Linked DNA regions of Zea mays: regions 1 and 2 are each linked to region 3. The links are chromatin contacts, called in public Hi-C maps. All regions are on one chromosome and are shown on one strand. The core of a region is the stretch at or near the end of the contact, and the rest is flanking DNA. Distances in the headings are between cores, read along the strand shown. Region 1 has its middle 46 kb from the start of LOC103633547. Region 2 has its middle 5.3 kb from the start of LOC100193461. Region 3 holds the start of LOC542576 (heat shock protein26).

What was found. A called contact is a pair of places that touch in the nucleus more often than the background predicts.
Region 1: a contact with region 3 is called in a Hi-C map of ear, with 2.8 times the contacts expected there. The contact joins the enhancer-like site here to the promoter of LOC542576 in region 3. A contact is called at or near these places in 2 of 25 Hi-C or Micro-C datasets (ear and tassel).
Region 2: a contact with region 3 is called in a Hi-C map of ear, with 2.2 times the contacts expected there. The contact joins the enhancer-like site here to the promoter of LOC542576 in region 3. A contact is called at or near these places in 2 of 25 Hi-C or Micro-C datasets (ear and tassel).

Annotation. Positions count from the first base shown.
Region 1 is chr1:33,608,956-33,611,655 of Zm-B73-REFERENCE-NAM-5.0, forward strand. No RefSeq gene overlaps it. Among protein-coding and RNA genes, the nearest start is that of LOC103633547, 46 kb to the left of the region's middle. Within about 2 kb of position 1,371, at least 18 of the 20 cell types and tissues checked have an H3K27ac peak or open chromatin away from gene starts, as enhancers often do. A contact at or near this core is called in ear and tassel, where this site is marked.
Region 2 is chr1:33,262,521-33,265,220 of Zm-B73-REFERENCE-NAM-5.0, forward strand. No RefSeq gene overlaps it. Among protein-coding and RNA genes, the nearest start is that of LOC100193461, 5.3 kb to the left of the region's middle. Within about 2 kb of position 1,256, at least 17 of the 20 cell types and tissues checked have an H3K27ac peak or open chromatin away from gene starts, as enhancers often do. A contact at or near this core is called in ear and tassel, where this site is marked.
Region 3 is chr1:33,449,138-33,451,837 of Zm-B73-REFERENCE-NAM-5.0, forward strand. It overlaps LOC542576 (heat shock protein26), which reads left to right and starts at 1,391. Exons shown (of 2, transcript NM_001112113.2): 1 at 1,391-1,773; 2 at 1,875-2,476. The coding sequence starts at 1,515. The coding sequence ends at 2,338.

The sequences.
Region 1 (2,700 bases), core at 121-2,620, 160 kb after region 3:
ATTACCCTACCCCTAGCTAGCTCAGGCTACGGGGAACAAGACCGGCATCCCATCTGGCTTGCCCCGGTAAATAAGTAATGATGGTGCCCCGCATGCTCCATGACGACGGCGGCTCTCAGCCCTCTTACGGAAGCAAGGAGACGTCAGCAAGGACTCGACAGCCTCGACAGTTGTCCTTCCGCCAGGCTCCAGTGCTCCTCCGACGGCCACGACATCACACGAACAGGGTGCCAAAACCTCTCCGACTGCCACGACGGCATGTACTTAGGGCACTAGCTCCTCTCTGCTAGACACGTTAGCACACTGCTACATCTCCCAATTGTACACCTGGACCCCCTCCTTACGCCTATAAAAGGAAGGTCCAGGGCCCTCTTACAGAGGGTTGGCCACGCGGGGAAGGACGGGACGGCGCTCGCGTAAGCCTCTCGCTCCCTCCCGCGTGGACGCTTGTAACCCCCTACTGCAAGCACACCCGACCTGGGCGCGGGACAAACACGAAGGTCGTGGGTTTCCCCTTTTACGCCTGTCTCCCTCCGGCTTTCTCCCCCTTCACGCTCCGTCTCGCGCCGACCCATCTGGGCTGGGGCACGCGGCGACAATTTACTCGTCGGTCCAGGGACCCCCGGGGTCGAAACGCCGACAATACCGTTCGATTGCGTAGAGGGAGAATCGAAGCCTGTCGCGTAGGACAGTTCGGCTAGGCCGGAGACCTGCCGGATTGACGGAGAGTTGATGCAGATCTGATCCAGCAGCAACGTCGAGGTAGAGCGTGCTGATAACGTGCTGATAACTACGTTACCACGGATCACCAGATCTGCTCCCTTCCCTTCCGTCAGCAGTAGAGGCGCAAGAAGCTGTAGAGAACCCGTCTCACTTCCCATAACACGAAAGAGGAAACACACATATAGGGTTGAACCTCTGGCCTCTTTCTGATCTCTGTATTATGAGGGGGTGTACAGGTTCTTTATATAGAGATGTGAGACCCCTCAGGGGCAAAGCAGGTATTTGCCTACATAACCCTAACTAGGGTTATTTAACACTTTTGTTTTGGTTGGACAGCTTAATTTTTTGGGCCGATATTTTCAGCCCTGGGGCCTGAATTACCAATTGATGTTCCTCTGTTGCAAGGCGGGTGCTGTGCGAGCCAAATGGGCCAGCCTGTAGTGATTTGGAGGGCGGTAGGCTAGCACGTGGTTCGCCCCTTGTGCGCGTAGGCCCAGGAGTAAGGGTGCGCGGGAGGTACCTTTTGCGCACATGGGCCGAGTGGACAGAGCGCGCCCTGGCGCGCGTGGCTCGTGGGCTGCTCTTGGCCCGTTTAGCCCGTGGGAAGCGCCGACCCGGGATCTGTTGTGGGCCGACCGGAAATACCGGAGTGAGAGTAGGAGGGGCCTGTTTGTCAGCCGCTCACCGAAGGGGAGGAGCGTGTGCGCGTGCACGGTGCACATGGCTAGCTGGCTGGCTGCCGCGGGACTTGCCGTCAGTGCTTGGGAGCGCCTGTGCTCCTGTTTCGTGCAGTTTAGAGGCTGTTCTTTTTTCTCTCTTTTTGCTTACACCGTGGGAAGGTATTTACGTCAGGCCTAGTTTGAAAACTAAAATCTATTATTGAGCGTTTGGATCTTTTCATTGTAGAGGATTTGAAATTCACTTAATAAAGTAACTTATTTAGTTTGGAATTTTACATTCCACCGCTTTCCAAAGTTCATATATAAACATATCTCAAATTTATGGAGTGAAGAATGAGAAATGTTTTTATGCATTAGTAGAATTTGTTTCTACTCTGTAACTTACATGACACTGTTCGTCTCACTCATCTATAGTAAAAATATAACACATAAATATCTCCGACATCTTTCTAATAATAGTATACAAATATATTTTGCATAAAACTAAATTAGCTTAATTGATATATGCCTAAATTACTATTATAAGAATGTAATTCAATTCCAATGATCCAAACAGGGCGTTAGGGATCTCTGTATTTTCTCAAGGTAAGCAATCCTAGTAATATTATTTATATAAGATATTTAGTTATTTGTGGGAGGTTTTGTCACCCTACGTTTATCTCTCCTTTGTTCCAAACCAATCCTCAGTTGGAGATCAACAGCGGCTGAAGTTCTATGTCTTCCTTTAGAACATGTACAGTCTACATAAATCACGTATATTTTAAGGGGTATTTAAAGGGAAAAGTGCAAAAAAAACTAGAGACTTATTTTGATGAAGGAACGTCTCTAACATGATTGTCTAAGTTCAGATACGGTTAAACTCATACAACACACATAGATGTGATGTATTTTAAAAAGGTTTGGTGAATAAAATACAACGTTTAAATACATTGAATTGTATGTACGAGTTTCTTTAATGTATCTACCTCTTGAGAACCACAACATACTATCTATATTGTCATGCTCCCTTAAGCTGCTCGACTTCTCGGATTGGTCTTAATGGCAAAGTATGGCTGGCTTGGTTAGAGGATTACTGCAAGCAATAACAGCTCATTATGAGACAATTAAAGTTAGCATTAAATTTGCAGGTGAGGGGCACAGTTCAGTCAACCATCAATCATCCTCACGGCAGTGGTGAACTGGTGAGTGGTGACTGGTGACAGTTTTCGCTGTTCATCTCGCTCCAACACCGACTCACCGAGCCAACAACGCTGACATACAATTCAGTGCCATGCTCGTTGGCGTGCAAGCAGAAAAG
Region 2 (2,700 bases), core at 6-2,505, 190 kb before region 3:
TGACCCGATCCGGTCCTAAACCACGTCGTGCCTTCTTTGGGCCGTGCCGGCCCAAGCCTGGCCCGTATATTTGACCACATAAAATGAAAATATTATAACCATACAAAGTTAATAGCTTACTAAATTAAAGATATTAAACAATTATAGCATAATTTAACCACATAAACTCAAAATATAACAACAATATAAACTCGATATCTTACTAAATTAAAGAAATTAAACATATTGGGCTTAATTAGGCTGTGCCGACCCAAGCCCGACCCATCTATGCGGGCCGTGCCGGAGGCCCGACGGGTCGGAATTTGAGGCCCGACCAGGCCTGCTTTCGGGCCGTGCTAGCCCGGCCCATATTATTTCGTGTCGTGCCGTGCCGTGCTTTGGACTCTTATTTTTGGGCCGTGCTCGTGCTGGCCCGAAAAGCCCGGCCCAGATTTCCAGCACTAAGCATGACTTCACTGTTCGCGCAGCTGTGTCAAAGCCACTTTATTATAACTTTATTGTACTGTTATATGGGAGAAGAAAGGAACGCCCACACGAGCTAGTCTCGCTGAGCAAAGAAAAAAAAGCGTGTATCATTTAGCCCGTAGATTTACGGGACCGTAGTCTTCTTTTTGCAGTTTTTGGCTGTTTGACCTAAACTATTTGGGTTATAGGGTTTTGTCTCTTTTCATTGTTGCGCCATGACACGGCAACTAGATTCTACAGGGTCTGTCTGTACTGAAGATTTGAGGCAGAAGAATTTGTAACCTTTGGTCCTTACCAATTCTGCACAGAGAGAGAAAAAAAAAAGGTTTTTAAGAAGCGCCTAGCGAAACTAGTATTTTCTCCAGCGCCCTACGTCTTCTGTCTAAATCAAGTTTTAATTTGTCTGTCGCCGACTGTCTCTACCATCAGCTGCTTTGATATGAAATTGTCTAACTATTTACCATCTTGAAAATCACTCGAACATATCGGGATCTACCGCCGCTAATTACTATGACGTCTTGATAAGCACTTAACCACTCCTGCTCCTCCTGAGCCAGAAATTCATCTGACCACACCATGGAAAACCGAGCGGAAATTTTTCCTACACTGCCCATGATAAGCTTACCTATGCTTATGGTGATGGGTGCGAATCGGGGTCACCTACAAGTTCGATCCATGTGTCCGTGACAATCCTGCCGAAGCAGCAATGCGAATCATTGTCCTAATGTACCATCCCACATTTTAAAGCCCAGATATGAAACAGGGCCCAATAATAACTCATCGGACTCAACCTGGCAATCAAAGCAAGCCCATCTAATATAACTGGCCCAACAGTGGTACGTCCCACGAGTAAAACTAAGCCCATTGCAAGTCCACACTAATTATGTCTTTTTTTTATCTAACTTTGCTTCCCTCCGACTGGTATAGGAAACCTGGAAAAGCAAAGAGCTGCATAGTCCGGTGTCTGAGACATCGACAAGCGTTCCTTATTAAAACAGCAGCGTCTTCACTGCTTTGGAGCTACAAACAGAGTCTCAGCCAATGAGTACCTTTGAACAGAACCTGTAAATAAATCATCATATGAGCGTTATCAAACACTAAGGTATTCATGCTTATCCAAATAGTCTAGCACAGAGCTAAGACATTTAACAAGATTCTCAGTCTTCAAATCCACTCCCAACAACTAAGTCCTAAAGATATGTCTAACAGATCTAGGGCACGTCAAACCAAAGCAAATGGGTAACAATCGCAACAAGTGATGAGGAAAATGACAGTTAAAATAAATGTTGAATGGATTCATTCAGATTACAGAACACATATTTTTTGTTACCTTGCGAGTTGCGTTTTGCTAAATTGTCCTTTGTCAGCATCACTCCTTTCAATAAGAACCACTTAAAATTTTAACCTTAAGAGGTATTCTTAATTTCCAGATTAAATTAACTTCTGATGAAACACAATCTCGTTATTTATAAGAGACCCATACATAGATTGAACCGCAAAACACCCATAGGAATTTAGATTCCATTTAAAAATATCGTTTTCAGCTTGTAATTGAACATGTATTAGATTATGCCACAAGATGAGGTTGGTCCAACTAAAGCCCTACAGAATGAGACTTAGGAACTGATCACAAAACTGTAGCAACCGTGGAATTTTTTGTCTCACAATCTAGTATAGACTCGGATATTGAGACATAAACGTATGATTTTCTAGCCATTTATCTTCCTAAAACATAATATGTTCCCTATTTCTTAGGATGAACTTTCCTAGTCTTAAAAAGGTATCCTTCACCATCATTAACCCCGACAGCGTGAATCCCCAGGTTTACATGTCACTTTAGACAAAGGGTACCTATAGAGATTCTTTTTATGTAACAACTGTTGCCATAAGCCATCCTCGTTAAGCAATTTAAAAAGGCATTTGCTTAATAAACATTTATTTTCAACTTTTATGTTCTGAATTCCTAACCCGGCTTATTCCTTAGAGCAACTCCAACAGGGACCTTATATAGAATGGTATTTTAAAATAAAGGGCTTTCTCTAGAAAAAAAACACCTCCAACAGGAGCCTTATTTTGCAAAAAATTATCAAATCCTTTTAGGACCCAGCCCATCGGTCCTTAGTTTAGGACTCCAACCAACCGGCCCTATTCCATCTTCCCACGTCGACAGACTCGTCAGAAACTTCCAATCGAGTGATCCCTTCCACGCCGCCGCTACTATTCTTCTACTCTGCA
Region 3 (2,700 bases), core at 141-2,640:
ATACTTGGAACGCCTGGCGGATGAACTCCTCGTGCCAGAAGGTCAGAGGGAACCCATGAACAGACAAGACCGCAAGCACATCAACCGGCTGTTTGACACTCCTCCCGTCGTGGCGCTCGAAGAAGATCGCCACATCCTCATGCAATAGGGGGGAGCGACTCACAGCAGCAGTACAATCACCTGCCGACTGAAAGCGCACCAGCAACGATCCGAACGACGAGGGGAGAACCTCGAAGGTGATGAGCGGGAAAGCAGCACGGATCGCCTCCCGAATAAATGGTGCCGGGGCAGACACTGCCAATTGCGGAGTTATACGAACAAATGCGAATGCAGCGGCCACGTCGTGCCGGCCGAGAGAGAGAAAAACTTCGAGGGATCCCTGGCGGACCGAGCTAGTCAGGGAGGCACACTCGACAGTTTCCGACAAGGAACTGATGGGGGTAACACCAACAGGAGGAGGATGGGCGGAGGTGGTGGAAGGGGCGTGGCGCGGTGGTAAAGCAGGGAATGCAGGGAGAAGAGGCGAAGTAGGGGAGCGGGAGGGAGCCGGTGGTGGGGCATGGTGTTGGGAGGTTAGAGGAGCTGTAGCAGCCATACGAGGCGGCGACAGAGAGACCTGCGGCGTAGGAGGGAGAAGCGTAGGGCAGCGGTGGGGCAAGGGGGTTAGTTTATGGTTAACTGGCATGGGGCACTCACGACAACGGTGACCCTGGCGTCGACAAGAGCGACAGCGGATGGGATCCCGGCAAGCAGCAATTTGGTGATCAGTGGCGAAGCAGCGGAAGCAGGCGAACTGTTTTATTTTTGTGGGGGAGCGACGAGAGGGAGAGGTGGATGAGCGGGCTTCAACAGCGCCGAGCAATAGCACGTCCCGGACGAGAGGGAATAATAAATTTGGATTTTATATTTCTAAGTGCACTCTGAATTTATAAGTTTATAACATTTAGGGGCTGTGGTATAACTGAATAAGTTCAAAAATCTAAACAAGTGTTTTTTAAGTTTAGAAACCGGAATGATATAATCAGCAACCGAAATAACATAGATAAATAAGTTTGAGATCTAAAACGATGGTATTTAGAGGACGCGATGACACGGCTGAATCACGGCCCAGGCACGGCCCGTGATAAGTTCATTGCGATTCTCCGCCACAGAGCAAAGGCCCACGAAACTCAGATAATGTCGAAGCGGGTTGAGGTTAGAGCGCACGAGAATGTTCAAGAGAAGCCGACAAGCGTGGAGAACCCCGCCCCGCCGTCGCGAAGCTCTCTCCCCTCGCACTCCCGGGACCAGGCTACGGCATCTGTCCGGAAGCTTCAACGTCTTTCCCCATCCTTCCACGGCACTCGTGACATGACCTATAAAAGGAGCCGTCGATCCACGGTCTCCAACCAGGAAAGCAAAGCGCTTCGCAAGCACAGGCAGTGATCGGTAACCAAATCCGGACAGTCTTGAGCTCTCTCAGTCTCAGCATTTCAGTTCCCAGATTCACATAGCCCCAGCCCCCAAGTAGCGAAATGGCAGCTGCTCCGTTCGCGATTGCCGGCCGGCTCTCCCCCGTTGCGCGCCTCCCGGTCCGCGCCTGGAGGCCCGCGCACGGGTTTGCGTCGTCCGGGAGAGCCCGCTCGCTCGCCGTGGCGTCCGCGGCGCAGGAGAACAGGGACAACAGTGTCGACGTACAGGTTAGCCAGAACGGCGGCAACAGGCAGCAGGGCAACGCCGTGCAGCGCCGCCCGCGCCGCGCGACAGCGCTCGACATCTCCCCATCCCCGTTCGGTAAGTCCTCGGTTTTTTATTTTTTATTTACGACCGGTTCTCCTTCCAAAACAGAGGATTGCAGAGAAGAGGAGGCTAACATCACGTGGTTAAGCGTGCAGGGTTAGTTGATCCGATGTCGCCGATGCGGACGATGCGGCAGATGCTGGACACGATGGACAGGCTGTTCGACGACGCCGTGGGGTTCCCCATGGGGACACGGAGGTCCCCGGCGACCACCGGCGACGTACGCCTGCCGTGGGACATCGTGGAGGACGAGAAGGAGGTGAAGATGCGGATCGACATGCCGGGCCTCGCGCGCGACGAGGTGAAGGTGATGGTGGAGGACGACACGCTGGTCATCCGAGGGGAGCACAAGAAGGAGGAGGGCGCGGAGGGCGGCAGCGGTGGCGACGGCGACGGGTGGTGGAAGCAGCGCAGCGTGAGCTCCTACGACATGCGGCTGGCGCTGCCGGATGAGTGCGACAAGAGCAAGGTGCGGGCCGAGCTCAAGAACGGCGTGCTCCTCGTCACCGTGCCCAAGACCGAGGTGGAGCGCAAGGTCATCGACGTGCAGGTCCAGTAGACAAACTGAGCTGTCACGACGGGTCTTTGTGTAGCACTAGCGTGGGTTGGGCTCTTCGCGCCGACCGTATCAGTACTCGTGACCCAACGTGTGGAATAATGTGAATAAATAAACGCTTCAATTCTGCTATTCCAAGAATCTAGCTCAATATAGCTATGGGAAAAATTATTACGCTCGTAGAAACATAAGAGTCTAGCCAATTTAGATATAGAAAGTGACTATTTCAACGATTTGTTTGATTTTGTGTTTACGTTGATTTTAGATAGTTTTAACTAAAACGATTCTCCTAACCTTGAAAAGTTAGTATCATGATTTTGCATCCTTATTCACGTAAGAAATATAAACTAAACAATTATGTTGAG